Regions from separate parts of the Mus musculus genome. Here regions 1, 2, 3, 4, 5 and 7 are each linked to region 6. A link is a contact called in public HiChIP or PLAC-seq and promoter capture Hi-C data. All regions are on one chromosome and are shown on one strand. Each heading gives the region's core, a stretch centred on a gene start, on an enhancer-like site or on the middle of the called end of the contact. The rest is flanking DNA. Distances are from core to core; before and after follow the strand shown.

Region 1 (2,779 bases), core at 157-2,656, 680 kb before region 6:
CTATTTTGTCATTGTGCCAACTCTACAGATTAGATAGCTATGACCCAGAAATGACCCAGAGGTAAGGTCTGGGTGGTTCTCCCCTAACTGGAAATCCCTTCTCACTGGGCTCATGGTCCACACACTTCTAGTCTCTGTTCCAGCATTATTATCCTGTATGAGTTAACAACACAAGCCCTGCCCCAGCCCTGCTCTCCACTCATCACCCCCGGAAAGAGTCATATTTATTGGCATATGACCCCTCCCTTTTCCACTTGACTTTGAGCCACTTGTAGGTGGCTTGTCACTGCCTTGTCTCTGGGGTCTAGCGGGAGCTAGCCTGCTCAGCAACCACACATTCAGTGGGTGAAAAAAATGGATAGTCTCTAATGCCTAGGGCACTTCCCTAGTCTCAGAACATAGAAGTGACCCGATAACCCTCTCTTTCTTGGCTTCTTTGTCAGGAGTCCTAACTAGGTCCTTCTTGATGCAAAAGTGAGTAGCCGAACCTAGATCCAACTATCTGTCTGTGTGAAAAGGACAGGCAAGTATGGCTGCAAGAACCCCTGGTTTGAATAGCACTATTTGCCACTCTGGGCCTGGCGCTCATCCTCTTGGAGCCTTAGAGTTCAAGACAAGAACTTTTGCCTCTCCTCGGCAGCACTTCCTAGGTATTGGGGCCTTTGCACTTCCTGTCCACTCCATCAGGGTGTCGGGCCCCTTCTTATCAGTTAGGTTCCCTTTCAAAGGTAATTTCTTTGGAAAACCTTTGCCCCCTTCTGGCTAATGTGACTTTCCAAGCCCTGTTGGTTTTCTCTGTTTCTTCTAGTACAAACGCTCTTCTGTGTCCCGTCTATCCCACCACCTGTAAGATCTCTGAGTGTAAAGTCCCTAGCTGTTCTGCCGAGTTTTGTGTCTGTAAACTTAGGAAGGGGTCTAGCTTATCATGGGCTCCTGGTAATTTGTTGAATCAATGGTTTTTCTTTCTTCCTCCTAGAACCAGAAACACTGAGGCCCCAGGATAGGAAGGAATATGCTGCAGATTTTTGATTAGTGTCAGAACCTAGACTAGAAAGGCTAAGTGGACTAGGGTTGACTTTGGTCAGCTGACTGCAGCAGCCTGTGGGTGCCAGATCTTCCCTCTAAGGCCTCAGTTTCTCCACTGGGAATAACTGCTGAAATGAAGTAATCATGACCACCACATACTAGCCCATTTCTAGAGTTAGCACCCCTAGCCATCACCAAAAGTATTATCTTCGGTGCAGCATCCGTATCCCAGAAACACAGGTAAGTCTCCCGAAAGCCGCAGAAGAAGAAAACGACAACACCCATGGCGCCCCGCGTTGCGTCTGCGCATAGTGACCAGTCCGCGAATCCCCGCGCGCCATCTAGCGGCGGCCTGGAGAAGCGCTCCGCTCGGATCCCCGAGGGGCGGGGGACCCGCGGCGCACGCAGTCGGGATATTCGGCTGCAGCCGCGAAGCCGGGGGCCAAGAGCCAGAGCAGGAGCGGCGGCCGGATCGCAGCCCGCCGGGCCCGCCGCAACCATGGGCAACCGCGGCATGGAAGACCTCATCCCGCTGGTTAACCGGTTACAGGACGCCTTCTCCGCCATCGGCCAGAACGCGGACCTCGACCTGCCGCAGATCGCCGTGGTAGGCGGCCAGAGCGCCGGCAAGAGCTCGGTGCTGGAGAATTTCGTGGGCAGGTAGGAGCGGCGCGGACACCCGCATCACGGTGCCCCGGGTCCCCACCCCGGGATCCGACGGTCTGGGCGCTGCTCTAGCGGACCGAGCGCCCCCGCCCCCCGCTTGAGTCCTGGGGTCCGCAGCGCCCCCGCCAGCCCGCGGATATCAGTGGAGTCCCCCCACTCACGCCCCCTCGTTCACCCCATCGTCTGTAGAGCGACCTCGGCAGAGAGCTGTCCTTGATCGCCAATACCCTCACCGAGGGGGCCCACATTACTCAGCGCCTCACTGGGAGCTGAGAGCACCCAGAGGGCAATATCCCCTTCCTGGGCTCCTTGGAACCCGCTCTGACCCCATGGGAATTCCTGGTCGTGACAGGGGACAGCCCCCTCCCCCAGTCCCTAGAAAAGGACACAGCCCCATAGGCATCGGAGACCAGGCACAACCCCCCCACCCCGCACACGCACAGGCGCGCGCGCGCGCGCGCGCACACACACACACACACACACACACACACACACACACACACACACACACACACCTCTGCGGCTCCCGCCGCCATCCGTGCGCAGAGAGGCAGAGGGGGAGGCGCGGGCTGCGGTGCGAGGAAAGGAAGGGGGGGGATGGCAGCGGGAGGAGAAGCGGCCTGTGAGCCTCTACGGAGCAGCCTGCCTTCGCTGCACCCCTTGGGAAGGGGCTGCTTGTCAGCGTCCTCCTCCCCTGGCCTGGCAGAAGGGTTGTGATGGAGAGAAAAGGCGGCAGAGGGCAGAGATGACTAAGTCCAGGAGGCAGGATGGCGAGGAGGGGGGTGGTGAGCCATTGCAGAACCTAATCCTCCTCTGGCCTCTGATCCCACAAGGCTCTGGGAAGGCCAGGTGGCAGAGTGGAGGAGAGCCTTAGAGACAAAGGGTCTTGGACTTAGAGGGGGCAAGCAGGGTCGTGACCCCCCTCCGCACCACCTCCCTAGGCTCCTTTGGAGCTAGGGAAGACAGAAGTGGCATTTCTGGTTCTTAGAAAGAGCAGCTCATTCTAAGCTCAGGTGCACTCTGGGAAGGGGACTGCCAGGACCAGAGAGGATGCACCAGTGCTAACCTTGACCCCTCACCCGCTAGG
Region 2 (2,975 bases), core at 277-2,776, 520 kb after region 6:
CCCTCAGAGTGATGAATCTGCAAACTTGGATACCTTGATTAAACTGTACCAAGATTATGAAGCTACAGAAAGGCCAAGAAAGCTGTTAAGATGTAAGATGGTCTTACTTCAAAAAGCATTTCTCTGGGGAGAGTGCCTACAGCTTTCAGTGGATTTTATAAGGAGCCAAGATTGATCTGTCTTGCTGTAGGTAAGAGTCACTTTACTCAAGATCATTTGTTTGTTTGTTTTTCAAGACAGGGTTTCTCTGTATAGCCCCGACTGTCCTAGAACTCACTTTGTAGACCAGGCTGGCCTCGAACTCAGAAATCCGCCAGCCTCTGCCTCCCAAGTGCTGGGATTAAAGGCATGCGCCACTACCGCCCAGCTTCAAGATCATTTTAACAATCAAAAGCAGACAGCCCAAGTGTGCCTGTATGGATTTGGCCAGGTTTCAAATCTACAGTCTGTCTGGACCCTTTAAACGCTACATTCACAAGCCTTTATCCTTCACACCTAATGGAAAGTGTTTTTACAGACAGCTGTGTCCAGATCCGCAACTTCTTGGTACACTGACTATTAGGAAAATGTACAAGGCTTTGAGTCATAATGATGTCACTTTCTGTTCTCCAGGTATATTAACCGGCTGCCAATCCTGTGTAAGCCTTAGAGAACTTTCTACTGTGAGTTAGCTACCATAGCGGTTCTTGGTGGTCACTTCAGGCCTGTCATAAACATCTTCCTTAGGCAATGGCCATAGAGCGGGAATGAAAAAGGCCCACTACTTAGAAACACTTTGGATGCTGAGTTTAAATCCTCAGGCTTGTTCTTTCTTATTTTTTCTTCTTGAAACCAAGGCATGTATTTCAAGAGAGATTTGAATTCCTCTTGGGGATTCTGGCTTTGGTCAGTCAACCGAGCACCCTAAACCAAGCAAGGAAACAGGCTAAGATTCCGCACAACTTCAAAGCGCCAGATCAAGGAGCACAGAAGGGCGGAGATCGCGGACAAGAGAACTTGGAATTTAAGTTATGAAAGGGTGAATTAGGGAAGGTTGCCACCAACGTGGAATCCAGGGAAGCCAGCAGGAATCGCAGGAGTGGCCTCCCAGGTCTTTGGGTATTTAGGCCGCATCTGGGCCCCTTCCTCAGGACCTCAAACCTGCAGGGACCAGACTACCCGAGGAGGCCGCACGGCGTAGTCCATCCCTACGGGGCGGCGCAAACCCCCTGGCTCAGGGGCCGAACTTAGGAGATCCCGCTGGGCTGAAGTTGGCTCAGCCCGGGACAGCGGTCGCGCTCCCCCCACCCCCCCGTCGCCACTCCCTGATCCTGCCCCCAGCCTGCCAGGCCTTACTTTGAGCGCCAGGTGATGGACGCGGCCCAAGACGGGGTGGACCAGCAGCTCCAGCAACGCCAGCAGTCGTAGCAGCCGCAGGCAGAAGGAGCCGAAGCGGCCGAGGGGTACCGGGACGGCCATGTTTGTTCCAGCATCACCAGCTGCTTCCTCTCCCACCCACTTCCGGGTCAAAGTGCGTCGTCCCGGAGGTGCTCTGGAAGGGGGCGCGGCTGCCGCCTCCGAGGTCCTTGAGATCGTTTTACTGCAAAACGCAACTCTGGTCACGCAGGGACCTGAGCGGACCACCTCGGCACTCTTCAATTGGCCTCCCAGGACGGACTTCCGGCAAAGCCCCTGTGAGGACCCTGAAGCGTTTGCCATGACAACCATGGCGGGGCAAGTTCAAGCCGGGCCTCCTTTCTGCCTTGCCGGGCTTGGGGATTGAGGGGCCTGGACCAAAGTCTGGAACCCGCAATGTCCGCCACTGACCCTGGCGGATGATTGGACTGCCTTCGGTGGTAATAACTTAGAAATTGCTGGCCTGTCTTAGATTCCTTGACTTATTATCATCCTAGGCCCTTTACACAAACTTCAGCTTGAAATAGTTGCAGTAATAGGATTTATTGAGTCCATAGGAAGCCATCCACTAGGCTTTTTTTTTTTAAGTGGCATTTAATCTTTGGGACAATCTAATTATATAAGAGGTAGGTGTCAGGCTGTTCCTCTGTTCTACCTAAACTCTAAGAAATGGTCATTTTGGCCAGTCTGAGCTGGGGATCACATGCAGATTTTTAACTGATACGTCATTTTGTCTTGTGTGATTTCATGCCACCGCTGGAGTCTGAGCCTTAATGTTTTCTATTTTAGTCTCTTTGGAAACTTAGCTTCTAGTCCTTAACACTTAATGGAAGGACTTGGTTGTAGGTCCCTGGTACCAGGGCTTACAGGAAACACTCGTATTAAAATAGCTGATAACCAAGTTGGTTTAGTTCTTAGATTCTTGTTTTTAGCTGGACACACAAGTAACATATGCTTTTGTGTATGTGCATGTAATTATTTAAGCAAAATAGGACACAATAAAAACACAGGGAACTCTACTACCAGGCAGCTACCACTATGTAGGTGTGTGAACACCTATGACAGAATCAGATTCCTATAGCTTTTTAACTGGAACTAGTAACAGGATGTATTTTGAAGGTCTGGTTGGTTGCTTTTCTAAGTTTTTTATGTATGTGTGTGCCATGTATAGGTACCTGAGAGGACCAGAAGATGGTGTCAGATCCTCGGGAGCTGGAATTGCTGGCAGTTGTGTGTTGCCTGACATCATGAGTACTAGAAAGTTAACTCAGGTATCTATCTATAAGAGCAGTAAGTGCTCTTAACCACTGAGCAGTGTCTCTAACCCAACATGATAGATCTGTATATATAAATACATATAGATAGGAAATTAAGTTTGTTTTTATGTTGTTTGTGTGTTTATAAATGCCATGAGGTGTACCCATAGAGACCAGAAGGGGGCATCAGATCCCTGCAACTGAAGTTACCTTGGTTGTCAGCCATCCATTGTGCTTGCTGGGAACCCAAACTCCAGTCTTCTGGAAGAACAGGAACTCTTAGCTGCTGAGCCATCTCTTCAGCCCAATATGATATACTTTAAT
Region 3 (2,700 bases), core at 91-2,590, 570 kb before region 6:
GAAGTAGGAAGTTTTCCTCTGAGCCTGCTTGCCCTCGCCTTGCTAGCAAGACCATTCCTTCCTTGGCACTAGAGCCCACTTCTTTGGGAAGCCAGAGTATACTGAAGACCAGCTGAGACACCCAGCCATGTGGACTGAGCAGAAAACTACTGGAGTCCTGGACTTTTCCATTCACAGTCAGCGATTGTTGGATTAGCTGGACTGCAGCCAGTAAGTCGTCATTCCAATAAATCATATGTATATATGTATACTATATTATATTTATTTACATATACACACATGCAAACATAGTGTTCTTCTTAAGTTGTTACTCTAGAGAACCCTGAGCAATACACTGCTAAAACATCCATCACCAAGAGATCCAAGAAACCCAGAATGTCTCTCTTTTGCACTGTACGGCAAGGTGATTCCTGTCACTAATTACAATGACTCTTGGATCATTGACTCTCCTCCCCGATCTCTACTTACACCACAGCCCGAGGGTAGGAGAGTTGCCATAGTCGGGTAAGTAGTCCCAGGCCAGTCAGAGCTACCAAGTTCAAATTGATGTCAACAGTCACCACTAGAGGCCGTTTCAAAAATCTTAACATTTTGCAGAAAAGCCAGCTCGGGAGGACTCCCTGGAAAAGAGGGAAAGAACTACCATTAAAGTAAACGGACAGCAGCCCGGGAAGGCACAAACGAGGCCACAGGGTCCTAAAGCCGCCTGGCGTCACGATGAATTTACAGCATAGCGGGTTGGGTTAATAGAACCAGAAGGACTCTTCCAGAACATACCTGTTGGAGAATTACAGTTGTGTTCAAGCACAGGGTATACATAAAAACATCTGAGGGGTGAATTCAGGAATCTCAGAACTGGATACTCATTTCTACAAGTCATTCCAAAAACACCTGCTGGGCACTTGCTAGGAACAAGGCTGCTAATGAATGAAGTGGCCTCTCCTGTCCCTTCCCAATGTGGTTGAAAACTAAGACCCTGAGGAGCTCTGGGCACTGTCATAGCCCAGTGACCTGGATGGACTTTTCCCTCTTCTGGAGGCATTCCTCTCCTCCTAGAGTTGCTTGTGCCCCGAGCCCGTTCTTTCTCTACAGTTCTTCCCACTCTGGCTTTTACAAGAGGCCGCCCTGGAAACGACTTGCTCAGCCAGGATCCGAACATCCACCGTCCCTAGCGCGCCGCCCCTAAGCCGGATCCCAGACCCCAGGAGGGCTCTCAAATCTGGCACTCCAAAACCTACGAGCGTTTCTTCGAGTCCCGTAGAGTGGCTCCCCATGTGGAGCCAGGCCTGCGAACCGCCAGGCAGGATCGACCGTTGGGGGCGAGGCCGCTCGATTACTCTGCAGCGGCCACGGATCGACGCTCAACTAGTTGTGTCTACGCGGCCGACAGACTCTGAGACGCGCGTGCGCAGCCGGAGCGCGAGGTAGTGGCGCGCATGCGCGGCGTGCTCACCGGCCATCAAAGTTGGGCATACTGACTGTCCTATCCTTAGGGCTCCCTTTCCCCTTTTTAATAAAGCACAGTGTGTTTCCACAAGCTGTTCACGTGCTCGGAGCTCTCCGTTTCGGGCCTCGCGTCTACTTTAGCGGTTTCGTTAAGCAGCGCGTTAGCTTACGGGCAGGAGTAAGAGCTTTGAAGCCTCGGGTGCGTTGTACCTCCTGGAGCTGTGTGAGTGGTGGATCGCTTTTTCTCAACTCTTCCCACACTGGAATGCCTACAAGCTGTCTGTCCCTCCTCCTCCCCAAGGTCTCAGGCTCGCTATGTAGAGGATGATGGCTTTGAACTACTGCCTTTGCTTCCCCAGCGCAGGTATTACAATCATGCCTTTTTAGGTGGGTGGGTATTACAATCACGCTCAGATGGCAAGCCAAGCCCGAACCGACTCCAGATGTTTTGCCAAAATTCAGTTTTTACAAGTTAGCTTAGCATTGGGTGACATCCGGTTTAAGATTGTAGCAATGGGGCTGGGCGATCGCTCAGTGGTTAGGAGCACTGGATGCTCTTAAAGAGGTCCTTAGGGATTTTCTTCTTCTTCTTCTTCTTTTTTTTTTTCGAGACAGGGTTTCTCTGTATAGCCCTGGCTGTCCTGGAACTCACGCTGTAGAGCAGGCGGATTTCTGAGTTCGAGGCCAGCCTGGTCTACAGATATACAGAGAAACCCTGTCTCGAAAACAAAACAAACAAAAACAAAAAAAGAGGTCCTTGATTCCATTTCCAGCATCCACATGACAGCTCAGAATCATCTGGAACCGCAATTCCAGAGAATCTGGCACCAGGCAGTCAAGTTACCACAGATACATATAAAATACATTAGTCAAGAGTGCACGGAATTGTTTGTTCATCGTTTAAGCATAGTCTACCCAAGTTCCTGCAAAGAAAGGGCGCCAGAAGATTGGAGAGCGAGCTCTTTGGGTTCCAAGTTTAGTCTGATCATGTAAGTCATGCTGGTGCTTCAGGACAGCTCGTGGGCACTCAGCTTCAGGAGGAAATTGTGTTGCTTGCTGGAAACCTGAGGTATGTATGTGGCTTTAAAAGCTAGTGGATGCTACTACCCAGACCCTTGCCTGTTCTGTAGCAAGAGGCTTATGCCTGGGGGACTGGGATTTCTCATGCACTGCCTTTGGCACTTTGTTTTTTTTTTTGTAATGCTGGCTGGCCTACAACTGTATGCTCACCAGTGACTTCTGAATCCACACCAC
Region 4 (2,808 bases), core at 84-2,583, 780 kb before region 6:
GAGCTATGGCTGTGCCACTGCCACCACTGCCACTGCCTGTCCCAGGCCCACCAGCTCCATCATCTTCTGTGGGCCCTGGAGCTTCGCCACCTTCTACAGCAGCTCGGACTTGGGCAACCTTGCGACGGACCTCGGTCTTGAGGTCGGACCACTTCTTCTTGACTTCGGGCAGCTCCCTACGGCAGGTGGCCACAGCGTTGACCCTTCTCAGGATGCCATGCCAGGCTGCACTCTTGGCAGCCAGAGGGACCCCAGCATTGAAGTGGTTCACCAGCAGGTGCTTCTTCAGTTCCAGTTCCTCCACGATGATCTCCACTTCCCGCTCTGAAAAGTTCATCTTCCTCTTCTTGGCTGGGACAGCCATGGCCTCCCCTTTCCTCTCTTTTTAAAGAAATTATAATGCTCTTAACAGCCCCAATTTCTCTTCTCTTCTTCCTCAGCCTCGCCTCTCTTTCACTCCCACCCCCTTTAGGGGGACAGGCAGGGCTTGTTCAAGGCCAAGTACCAGGCCTTAAGTAACCCCCCTCGCTACGCAAAGTGCGTAGGGCCCAGCCCTGACCGGCCCGACCGCCGCCAGCCAGCTGCGTAATGGCTTCCTGAATCTGCCTCTTCCGCTGGGGTGTGCGGAGATCCGCCCACTTCCCTTCTTCCCGCCCCTCGGCACATCCCTGAGAAGCCCCGCCCTCCAGGTTTGGCGTGGCTCAAATATCTGGCCGATCACTGGCTCTCCAGGCCTGCCATTCCTCCTAGAGGACACACCTCTTTGCTAGAACTGGCCTGGTCATTGGTCTAAAGTCTTGTCTGTCGCTTCAGGATGTCCGCCCACACGGACATTATTCACTTCCATTGGAAAAGCAGACTGTCGTTCAGTTCGTGTCGCGACTATTACGTTGTAAAATTCAGTTGTTTTATTGGCAGTTTAGAAGACTCCTAAAGCTTAGCCTCCTGATTTTGATTCGTGTTCTCGGTTTCGAGTCGTCAGCCCGTTAAATTTTCATTTTATTCAATGGTGCTGTGTTTTCTAACTTCAGTCCACAGTTACCCTCATATACATTTCATTTCCACTGTTAGCTACGATCTCTCCTTACACAACGCTCCTCTCAGCCTCATCATTCCGCAGTCTAAATAGAGCTTCTGAATGGGAATTGGACACAAGGCTTTCTGCTTGCCTATTACCCAGCTTCAGCCAATCCCCGGCTCCCTCAGTTTGAATCGCCTTCGAGCTGGCACGGTGACTCCGCCCCCTCATTGATCCCGGAGCCGACATACCGGCCTATGATTGGTCGGCAGTGCGCCAGAGGGCGCGGTCAGCGCCTCTGCGCGCCGCGGGGCGGGGCTCCCGGAAGCGGCCCCTCCCTCCAGTCGGCCGGCTTCTCGGAGCCCGCGCTCGCTGTCTGAGGAAAGCCGGCGTGCTTCCGCGCTCGGGTCGCTCTCCTGCCGCCTTCAGCCCGGCGTCCGGCGCCCCCGCCTCGCGCCCGATGGTGAGCAGTGTGTTGTGCCGCTGCGTGGCCTCCCCGCCGCCGGACGCCGCCGCCACCGCCTCGTCGTCCGCCTCGTCGCCGGCTTCTGTAGGGGACCCGTGCGGCGGCGCCGTCTGTGGCGGCCCGGACCACCAGCTACGCCTGTGGAGCCTCTTCCAGACACTCGACGTCAACCGCGACGGCGGCCTGTGTGTCAACGACCTGGCGGTGGGGCTGCGGCGCCTGGGACTGCACCGCACGGAGGGCGAGCTCCGGGTAAGTCTGCGTGCGCCGTCCGCGCGGGCGGGGAGGATCCGGGAGGTCTTGAGGAGAGAGACCGACGCCAAGGGGACGGGTCGGGACCGCAGGACTTCTCGGGCTGCTTTCTGTAGCCTGTCAGGTTTCGACGGACGCTGCTAGAGCTGAGCGGAACCCCTGGTGTTGGGGGGGATAGTGTCCCTCCACTGACAGATGGAAAGGAAATTCACACCTTGTTAGTGTGGGGCTCCTCAGGTGGGAGATGGGGCCGTGAGAAAAGCTCGTCGTGGCTACAGATGGGCACCCTTGGGTCTCTTTGATGGACAGAAAGCCCCCTCTACTTCCCTCTAGATAGAAGGACAGATAGATCTCAAGATTGCCCTACGGACCTCAAGGCCAAGTTGGTGCCCATCCTCCCTCAACACCTAGGTTCCTATCCACCCATTCTCATTGGCACCCCTTGTCTGTCTGTCTGTCTCTCGCTCGCTCGCTCTTCTCCCCCCACTCTCGTTTCCATGCCACCGGTGCCTCTAATCTGGTTGCTCACAGAGACATGTGGGTGTTGGGGAAGAAAAAAATGGGAACTGGGGTTCTAGGCAGATCAGTGTGGATGTGGGTGATGAAGACTGAACAGTTCTTTCTCATGGCTTAGACCCAGCCCCCCACTGCTGTTTCAGAACACTGGGTCATGATCCCTTTGTCGAATTGGAGTGCGAATATGTTAAAGAATCTGAAGAAAGATTCTTTTTTTGTTTGTTCGGTTGGTTTTGGGGATTTTTTTTTTCTAGACAGTGTTTCTCAATGTAGTCCTGGCTGCCCTGGAACGCCCTCTGTAGACCAGGCTGGCCTCGGAATCAGAGATCCACCTGCCTCTGCCTCCTGAGTGCGCCGGGATTAAAGGCCTTTGCCACCATCGCTCAATTGGAACTTTTTTCAAAAAATGAAAGTTAGATACATCTAAGGATATTTGTTGGCTGGAAAGGGATGGGCCAAGACTGGGAGACAGGGGTGGAGAAATGGCCATTTCTGGGTCTGCAAGAAACAGAACTACTATCCTTCCTGCACAAGAAGCCCTGAGCAGTGGCTTTTT
Region 5 (2,700 bases), core at 33-2,532, 900 kb before region 6:
TGTCTCTGTATTGTTGAATACTGCCTGGGCCTTGTGAGTGCTGGAAACCATCCTTTTTGATTTCTGAGGCCCTGGCTGACCTCACCAAGCTGCCCTCCCCCCTTCTTCTGCCTTCTGAGAACTCTAGGTCTTTTAAAGAGGTCTTTATTTTTTGATCATGCATTTGTGCCTGTGAGTCCAGGTGTACTTTCATCCAAGCCCTGGATCTCCAATCTAACTCCTAACACAACTTAAGCAGCAATGGCGTTCCGTTCCAGGGACTTTTGCTGGGTCTCCTGGAGCTGGAGTTACAGATGGTTGTAGCTGGCCATGTGGGTGCTGGAACTTGAACCCCAGTCCTCTGGAGAATCAGCCAGTTCTCTTCATCACCGAAGGTCAGCCCACCTAACTTTCCTCTCTGAAGGATACCAAGTACTGCAAGATGCCCCTTTCCAAGCACAGTGTACTTTAAAACAATAACTAACAAAATTTCCCACATTAAAGAGAGAGGCAGAGAGAGAGAGAGAGAGAGAGAGAGAGAGAGAGAGACTTGAGATGTTAATAAACTCCACCGGCGACTGCTACACCCAGGAACCTGCTGGCTAACCAGGAGGACAAACACAAAATAAAGCCTCACTGTGCGGCAGTTCAGAGGCTGAGAAACAGCCTTCTCCCCGAGTCTTAGCCTCCTCATCTATAAAATGTAGACACCATCTGCAAGCACCATAGTGTAGATTTCGTGAGATTAGAGCTAGCTAAACATCCAGACGCTGGCACACAGACGCTGATTAAGTCGCGTTAGGAAACTGGCTTAGAGATCCAGAGCAAAATGAAGGTGAGCGGGGTGGGGGTGGGGCACACATACCAAGAGAATCACCCAAGTGGTGTAGTAGGTGAAGATGATCAAGCTAACGGCGACAAGGCCAAATCCTACTGCTTGGTCTGTCCCGGTGGCCTGGAGAAAAATAAAGGCTCAGCAGGCGAGATGGCTCGTGTACAAGCACTAACGGAGGGTCGGAGCAGCCGGTTTACACTCCAAACCTCTCATTCATTTAGAACCACGGAGGGCTTACTAGAAGTGGCTCTCGGGTTTAGAAAGCCACGTCAGGCCTCGTGTCACCTGTCTGCAAGCGGTGGAGAGAGCGATCTGGGTTTGGAGAGCCCAACTCCATCTCCCAAGGAGACTCTTACTCAGAGCCCCGACCCCTGGTACCCTCAAATCACACATGTACTCCACCCCAGGCTCACCATCTCTCCAGCGTTCCGCCGGAGCAACAAAATACATCCGGTTCCTGGTTTAGGCCTTTCCGGCTTGTAAATCACGTGACACGCGGAGACTCGTCTGAGCTGACGTGCGGGCACTTTTCCCCGCCCTCCAGTGCATGTCGGGAAATGTAGTTTCTGCAGGGAACTGTAGGGCCGGGAGCTCAGACTTTCAGGTTTTTGTGGCTACATCCCTGTCAGACCCTTCCCAAACAATAATCATTTAAACATTATCCTACAGTCCCAAGCCAGAGTGAGATGTACCCCAGAGTTGGAAGTCCCGGAAAGGGATAGATCATAATGAGTTGGTTGTTGAAGCAGACATCAGAATTCAAAGGCTCTACATTCTGGCCTTGAAACTGTTAATGGAAGAGTCTGTATAGAATGACCACCACTGGCCTGGCCTATGAGAATTTCCACTGGTTGGCTTCCTAGGGAACTTTCTAGGCTTCCCTTCATTGTCCACTGCCAGAGGTTTCAGAATGGCCCTCTTAGAACCAAGGGGCGCTGGGCCAAATTATCTTTCATGCTTTTCTTCTGTTTCTCACCCAGAACACTACTCTCATGGCATATGGGGCTAGCTGCTGTAGATCCATTCTTCTCCAAATGCTACACCATGCAGGTTATCCATTTCTGCAACCAGAGGCAACAGCTCCCTCTTTGTGCCCTGACAGGTATTTTTAACCAGTTTCTTCGATGATTAGGACCAAAAGTGGGGCTTTAAGATCCCCGAATTGATGCTGGGCATGGTGGTGCATTTCTGTAGTCCCAACACTCTGGAGGCATGAGGAGTAGTAGGTCTCCTTAAACCTCATGGCTAAAGGAAACCTTATAAATACCAAATAAAAACGTTTTATTCTTTCCCCAAAACCAGAGTGAGACACCGTCTCAAACAAGAAGAGGTTCAGGAGTAACAGGTGTTCTCCGACCTTTGTCAAGTGCCCATTCATATTCATACAAACATGTGTGGACATATATGTAATATGTATGTGTGTGTTTGTGGTGAGCATTATGACTGGGGTCAGACTGGAGAACACTAACCTACTTTCCCCAGCATGTCATCTTACACATACATGGCTAACTCCTGTTAGCAGCCCCCAAGTCAACACGGTGATGAGAATGAAAAGAAACACCAACAAAAAGCAGTAACAAAAACATCGGCATTTAATTCCACCCCCAAACCAAACATTGACACTAGGCTGATTTCCCCATATGACATAATTTTCTATTATAAGCTGAGACAGATATGAACAGCCCACGGAATGGGGTGCAGTGGTAACCTGGTTAGAAAGGAATAACACAAAAGCAAATTCTCCCCACAGAAGAAGATGGGCCTGCTCATCCTGCCAGACCACGTGGTCAGCTGTAGGGTAACCAGAAAAGAACCCTAAAAATATTGCAGATCTTTTATATCTCTCTAATAGAAACATTAAACTGTCTTACAGGTCCCAAACTGGC
Region 6 (2,884 bases), core at 87-2,586:
ATACCTTAAACTTAAAGCTTAGAGGCAACACTATAAACACTATAATCTCATTTGTACCAAAAAAAAAGAAGAAAGAAAAAGAAAGAAAGAGGAAGAAAGAACAAACTAGGTGCAACGGACAAACGGCCACACCTTTGAGTTAAGAATTTGGGAGGCGGGCTGGTGAGATGGCTCAGCAGGTAAGAGCACCCGACTGCTCTTCCAAAGGTCCTGAGTTCAAATCCCAGCAACCACATGGTGGCTCACAACCATCCGTAATGAGATCTGACTCCCTCTTCTGGTATGTCTGAAGACAGCTACAGTGTACTTACATATAATAAATAAATAAATCTTAAAAAAAAAAAAAAAGAATTTGGGAGGCAGAAGCAGGTGGATCTCTTGAGTTCAAAATCAGAGCGGTCTACATAGTAAGTTCCAGGACAGTCAGTGCTACATAGTGAGATTGGAGGGTTGGGGGTGAGGGGGGGGGACGACGGGGGGGGGGGGACGGACAGACATCGGGAAGACTGGCTACCTAATGCAGATTTATCTTTGGTGGTAATACAATGGTGGATTTTGCTCTCCTGCCCCACTTTTCAGTTAATACTCACTAACCTACCAATTCCTGTTGTCACCACTGTCTTCCAGGTGAGGATACCGGCCTTAGCAAGGTGCTAAACTAAGGATAACAATGTCAGATGTCCGACTCCATAGACAGCCCTAACTGCCACATGTTGTGACTTTCCGTGCTAAATTTGTATTGTTGGGTACAATATGTTGCCTCAACCCCCGCTCCACCAAAATTACTGCTTCCAAGTCAGGCTTGTCGCTGAGGTAACACTGAAAGAGATGACCAACCCCACTGTCCATTCAGAGGGTTGTAAGAAGGGCCCTGCAACCAGCCCTCCCCAGTTCTCCCTCCCTAGGAAGGCTCAAGAATCTTGAGTTTCAGGATAAGGGTCCAAAAGTTCCGAACGCCATAGATCAAAAGAGGGAATCAGGAACTGACAAAGGTGCAGCCAAGATGCCGGGAGTCAGAAGCGTGAGGCTCGCAAAGGAGGGAACTAGTATGGATGCTCCGATGTGTCCCGGGTAACTCGGGGACTTAGATACAACGGGACAGGAGGCCTGGGTTCCGGGACAGCGGGCCACGTGCAGAGAGCTCTGCAGCCGCCTCCTGAGGCCTTGGGACCCCCAAATCCTCACGTACCGCATGAAGCCTGTGTCCGTGGTGATCGTGTCCCCCGGCACCACCAAGTGTTTCTTAGAGTCGCGGCCCAAGCTCTCACTGAGAGGTTTGCGAGCTTTAGGGAGCCTCATCTCCAACGCCATCTTGGCGCCAATGACTTGCGCAGGCGCAGCTCTACACCGCTCCTCAACTCCCGCCTTCCTTCAGAGAAGCGACCAATGGGAATGGATAGTGTGGCAGCCATGTTGAGTATTGGCAATATTAAGTTAACTCGTGGAAGTGAGGGCACCAAGCTGCCATGTTTACTATTGGCAAGAAAGCACCTGCGGAATGATGAATTCTCATGTCGTAAGGGAATATGACATTAGTTTGGTTTGGTGTTTGGATGTCAGTTTTGTGTTTGTTTTAGAGGAACGACCCCGTGTAGGGCTAGCCTCAAACTCTGTATAGTTGAGGATAACCTTGCTGAGGTCCAGATGTTCATGCCTCCACCTCCCAAATGCTGCGATTACGTGAGTTTGTGTAGGTTGTGGGTTTGGTGGTGGTGGTAGTGGTAGTGGTAGTGGTAGTGGTAGTGGTAGTGGTAGTGGTAGTGGTAGTGGTAGTGGTAGTGGTAGTGGTAGTGGTAGTGGTAGTGGTAGTGGTGTTTGATGCCCAAGAGGACAAAAGAGGATGTTGGAGTCCCTGTAACTGGAATTATAGAAGTTTGTGAGCCATTATGTGGGTGCTGGGAAACGAAACCAAGTCCTCTGGAAATGTGGCCAGTACTCTCAACCTCTGAACCACCTCTCCATTCCAGGTGTAGGATTTTTTAAAGACAGTGCCTCATGTCATCCAGGTTGGTCTCAAACTAGCTGTGTAACCCAGGGTATCCTTGAACTCCTCCTCCTCCACCTCCCAGGAGCTGGGATTACAGGTGTAAGCTGCCATACCAAACTGTATGAGTTTTTACCCAAACTGTTCCATTTCATCATTTTATTTATTGTTGGCAAGTCTAGAGATTGAGAAATGAACCTTGGCATCCAACTCAAAACCACTATAATCTAATATTTTGTAGACTATAGATTTAGGACCGGGATTTACAGGAAACACCATCTGAGGAGAAGCTAGAACCCTCTGAATACTGCTCCTCGTGGGCCTTGTCTTCTAGCCCCTTAGGTGCTGTCCTCACCTACTGCCCTATGGCTCTAATGTGCTTTAGTAAGGACCTCTTCTGAGTGATGACATGTGTCTGCTGAAAGATGACTGTTGTAAACAGTCATGTGACAAGCAAGTCTGTAGGGAGGCATAAATGTAACTTTTATTTTCCTGTTGTAATTGTTGACTGGGAGGTTTACTGTCTTTGTTTGCTAACCTAGGTCTAGTTCTGGAAGCTTCTAGACTCTGTACAGTCTTATCTAGGCCTAAAATGTTTTCAGCCTCTGAATTGCTGCTGAATAAGCTCCCCCTTTCTAGTTCTTTCTGAGCTCTGGCTGGCTGATTCAACTCAGTTGTTCTGTCTCAAACTCTTTTCCCAGCTCACTTATTAGATTTGTCTTTTCTCTCAGCCTCTAAATTCCTGCTTGGCCTCAAACTAACTCTAGCAATCTTATCTAACCGTCTGGCTCATTCTGTCTTTACGTGTGTCTCACTTGTTCTTTCTTAAATATGTCTCTATAAAACTCTTGAAGTAATGCCAGACAGTAGTGGCACACACCTTTAATCCCAGCACTTTGG
Region 7 (2,700 bases), core at 129-2,628, 590 kb before region 6:
CTGGCCCAGGCCATCTAGAGACTTATGATAGAAAAGTCTGGTACAAATTAAAACAGGCCTGGATGAGGCTGGGTCTTTCAGGAGCTCTGGCCACTCCATGGTTGTCTTAAGGCCTCAACCAAGTGCTTCAAGTCTGTGCTGACATAAAAGCAGTTGGGCTGGTGGACTGGCAGCACCTCTGCTCGAGGCAGGCAGCAAGACTGGAGAGTCCAGCAGCGTCCAGGTAAGTGCTCCACCCCATTTCTCAACCCCCTAAGTATTCATAGCAAATGAACGTCAGGAGCAATCAATGCTCACAGGAAGAATTGAAGACCAGGCATGATGGCGCACGCCTTTATTCTTAGTACTCAGGAGGCAGAAGCAGGAGGTCTCTCACTGTGAGTTCAGAGCCATTCGTATCTCCTTTGCAAGTTCTAGGCCAGCTTGGGCTACGCAATGAGACATTTGTCATAAAGAAAGCAAAACAACAACAACAACAACAACAGAATTTAAAAGCCAGGTTGTTGGAGTTGGAGTGAGAGTTGGAGTGACTGCTCTTCCAGAAGCCTAGTTTCAATTCCCAGTACCTACTGGTAGCTTTTAACTGTTAGAAAGTTCACTACCAGAGGGAACCGACTCCCTCTTCTGGTCGCTGTGGGAACTCCAAGCATGTGGTACAAAAACACGGGCACGTAAAACAGCCATACATATAAAGTAAAGTGGAAAAAAAAAAAAGTGTACTGCTCTTGCATAGGACCAGAGTTCAGTTCCCAGCATTTAAAATGGGCAGCTCACAACTGCCTGTAACTACAGCCTTATGGGGATCTGACACTCCCCAGGCACTTCAGTCATGTGCACAGACCCATAACACACACACAAGCACATATAAATAAAATTATTATAAATATTTCCTTTTTTTAAAAAGCCAGGCATGGTGGTACATGCTTGTTACTCCCACCCTCAGAAGGCTGAGGCAGGAGAATGTTTGGGGCCAGCCTGGGCTTCAGAGTACCAGACAGCAAGGGCTATGCGGTAAGAATCTGTCTAAAAATCAAGAGATTTTAACAGATTCATAGATACTTAAATAATGCGCCAGGGAGAGGGAGGTCTTCCTAAGTGTCTCAGGATGACACGTTCTCACGTGGCAGGAGGCACTGATGGGGTTAAGCATAAGGCAGGGACGGTCCTAACCCTGTGGGTGACAGGATCTCGGCTGTGCTAGGGAAATAGGGGTCAGTGGGCTGGAGACCTTGGTCTAGTCCAGCACTTGAGTGTGCGTCTCGTCGGGAGGTGGAGCCCCATCCAGGCCCCGCCTCCAGGTAAAGGGGTCATTCTGGAGTCACTGAGGCTCTTCAGGGACACGGCCTTGAGTGCCGCGCCTCATGCGCGCATGCGCTCATGTCCCCGGAAGCGATGCGCACAGCATCCGTCACTACGTCCAGGCGGGAGCGGGCAGAGTCGGTGAATGTATGTCCGTCGCTCCGGATATGGCTTCGGCGGGAGGCGGCGGCTCGGAGAGCGCCGCGCCCGAGGCCGATCGTCCCCAGCCGCGGCCGTTCCTCATCGGCGTGAGCGGCGGCACCGCTAGTGGCAAGGTGAGCGCCCTGCGCCTGGGCCTCGCGGAGGGATTGCCAGGCCGCTGGTTGGGGCGCCATTGCCTCTGGCCCAACCGCGGCACCTGTTGCTAGCAGCTAAGGGGGTCGTCCCCAGGGGCTGGCGGGTCACTCAGTGCACAAGCTCACTTTTGGCACCTTCTGTCCCCAGTCAACAGTGTGTGAGAAGATCATGGAGCTGCTGGGACAGAACGAAGTGGACCGCCGGCAGCGCAAGTTGGTCATCCTGAGCCAGGACTGCTTCTACAAGGTTCTGACGGCCGAGCAGAAGGCCAAGGCTTTGAAGGGACAGTACAATTTTGACCACCCAGGTACCTGGAGAATGTCTGCCTGGAGAGCTGGGGGTAGAGGATAAACTGCTGTGAGATATGGGCTCTACAGAGATTGCAGACTGCCAGACAGATACAGAGATGTGTATGGATGCAGACTGCTGGACCAGGGCTGTAGGAGATGTTTGTTGGATGCAGACTGCCACCGAGGCTGTCCAGGGATGTGTACATAGGATGCAAAGTGCCAGACTGAGGCTGTCCAGAGAGAACTGCTGGACACCAACTGCCAAGGGGGGCGGGGATTGAATGCAGCAGCAATGGGGCTCCGTGAAACATTACCCTCATTTCCCTTGGTAGTGGGCCCACAGAAAGGTAGGGTTTGCTGAATTCCATGAGCCTGGAGTGACTCAAGATTTTTGCTAGAGCCACTTAGGAAGGAGGAGCCAGGAGATGTTGAGGATCGCTTCTTGATGTGTTGAAATCTCTGCCTGGCACCTTGTTGCTGAGGAGCCCTTTGTACACCCTACCTACCGCCTGCCTGACCTTTGGATTCCCCAAGCTGTCTCGGGGCAGTCAGTCTTCAGGGAGGCCAGTTGTAGAAACAGAGGTTAATCTGGGGCTCAGGCCTTGGAGCTTCCTGGCCTGGTAGGGGCCTGTGTTCCTGAAGGTTTAAGCTTTCCTAGGGACTCCTGAAGGTCAGAGAATAGGACTCTTAACTTTGTTTTGCCAGATACAGAGGAGCAGAGGCTCAAATGATCTCTTTCCCCCAGTGTCAGCCAATCAGAAAGTCTTTGTTCCAGTTTCTGGTGGGACAACCTTACCCTTCATCCTGGGGTGTG

The links. Promoter capture Hi-C pulls out the DNA fragments that hold promoters and counts their contacts. HiChIP or PLAC-seq counts read pairs in DNA pulled down with a chosen protein or histone mark.
Region 1: a promoter capture Hi-C map of pre-B cells shows a contact between it and region 6, with 3 times the contacts expected there. The contact joins the promoter of Dnm1 here to the promoter of Exosc2 in region 6. A contact is called at or near these places in 5 of 39 promoter capture datasets (the C10 cell line, HPC-7-derived erythroid cells, liver and 2 more), 5 of 115 datasets of contacts at active chromatin or transcription factors (embryonic stem cells, extraembryonic endoderm stem cells, memory CD8 T cells and 1 more) and 1 of 9 other capture datasets (embryonic stem cells).
Region 2: a contact with region 6 is called in a promoter capture Hi-C map of pre-B cells, with 2.9 times the contacts expected there. The contact joins the promoter of D330023K18Rik here to the promoter of Exosc2 in region 6. A contact is called at or near these places in 5 of 39 promoter capture datasets (cranial neural crest, hippocampal neurons, liver and 1 more), 1 of 115 datasets of contacts at active chromatin or transcription factors (memory CD8 T cells) and 1 of 9 other capture datasets (adipose tissue).
Region 3: an H3K4me3 HiChIP or PLAC-seq map of the SCID.adh cell line shows a contact between it and region 6, with 9 read pairs. The contact joins the promoter of Pomt1 here to the promoter of Exosc2 in region 6. A contact is called at or near these places in 4 of 39 promoter capture datasets (embryonic stem cells, hippocampal neurons, neural stem cells and 1 more), 2 of 484 Hi-C or Micro-C datasets (CD8 T cells and erythroblasts), 5 of 115 datasets of contacts at active chromatin or transcription factors (the SCID.adh cell line, embryonic stem cells, large pre-B cells and 1 more) and 1 of 9 other capture datasets (adipose tissue).
Region 4: a contact with region 6 is called in a promoter capture Hi-C map of pre-B cells, with 3 times the contacts expected there. The contact joins the promoter of Slc25a25 here to the promoter of Exosc2 in region 6. A contact is called at or near these places in 3 of 39 promoter capture datasets (liver, pre-B cells and stem cell-derived epiblast-like cells) and 1 of 115 datasets of contacts at active chromatin or transcription factors (pancreatic cancer cells).
Region 5: a promoter capture Hi-C map of pre-B cells shows a contact between it and region 6, with 4 times the contacts expected there. The contact joins the promoter of Dpm2 here to the promoter of Exosc2 in region 6. A contact is called at or near these places in 2 of 39 promoter capture datasets (liver and pre-B cells) and 2 of 115 datasets of contacts at active chromatin or transcription factors (large pre-B cells and memory CD8 T cells).
Region 7: a promoter capture Hi-C map of pre-B cells shows a contact between it and region 6, with 4 times the contacts expected there. The contact joins the promoter of Uck1 here to the promoter of Exosc2 in region 6. A contact is called at or near these places in 5 of 39 promoter capture datasets (hippocampal neurons, liver, pre-B cells and 1 more) and 1 of 484 Hi-C or Micro-C datasets (erythroblasts).

The regions. Positions count from the first base shown.
Region 1 is chr2:32,351,956-32,354,734 of GRCm38.p6, reverse strand. Dnm1 (dynamin 1) reads left to right here and starts at 1,406. Exons shown (of 23, transcript NM_001301737.1): 1 at 1,406-1,686. The coding sequence starts at 1,526.
Region 2 is chr2:31,150,842-31,153,816 of GRCm38.p6, reverse strand. It overlaps D330023K18Rik (RIKEN cDNA D330023K18 gene), which reads left to right and starts at 1,526. Exons shown (of 2, transcript NR_040334.1): 1 at 1,526-1,835; 2 at 2,567-2,768. Gpr107 (G protein-coupled receptor 107) reads right to left here and starts at 1,501. Exons shown (of 18, transcript NM_178760.4): 1 at 1,336-1,501. The coding sequence starts at 1,458.
Region 3 is chr2:32,235,280-32,237,979 of GRCm38.p6, reverse strand. It overlaps Pomt1 (protein-O-mannosyltransferase 1), which reads right to left and starts at 1,340. Exons shown (of 20, transcript NM_145145.2): 1 at 1,239-1,340; 2 at 469-620. The coding sequence starts at 1,274.
Region 4 is chr2:32,449,995-32,452,802 of GRCm38.p6, reverse strand. Slc25a25 (solute carrier family 25 (mitochondrial carrier, phosphate carrier), member 25) reads left to right here and starts at 1,333. Exons shown (of 10, transcript NM_001164357.1): 1 at 1,333-1,736. The coding sequence starts at 1,479. It overlaps Naif1 (nuclear apoptosis inducing factor 1), which reads right to left and starts at 2,346. Exons shown (of 2, transcript NM_194335.2): 1 at 1-2,346. The coding sequence starts at 364.
Region 5 is chr2:32,569,440-32,572,139 of GRCm38.p6, reverse strand. Dpm2 (dolichol-phosphate (beta-D) mannosyltransferase 2) reads right to left here and starts at 1,282. Exons shown (of 4, transcript NM_010073.2): 1 at 1,228-1,282; 2 at 845-934. The coding sequence starts at 1,230. Fam102a (family with sequence similarity 102, member A) reads right to left here. Exons shown (of 11, transcript NM_153560.4): 11 at 2,390-2,700.
Region 6 is chr2:31,669,167-31,672,050 of GRCm38.p6, reverse strand. It overlaps Exosc2 (exosome component 2), which reads right to left and starts at 1,336. Exons shown (of 9, transcript NM_144886.3): 1 at 1,190-1,336. The coding sequence starts at 1,311.
Region 7 is chr2:32,258,783-32,261,482 of GRCm38.p6, reverse strand. Uck1 (uridine-cytidine kinase 1) reads left to right here and starts at 1,378. Exons shown (of 7, transcript NM_011675.2): 1 at 1,378-1,574; 2 at 1,744-1,903. The coding sequence starts at 1,449.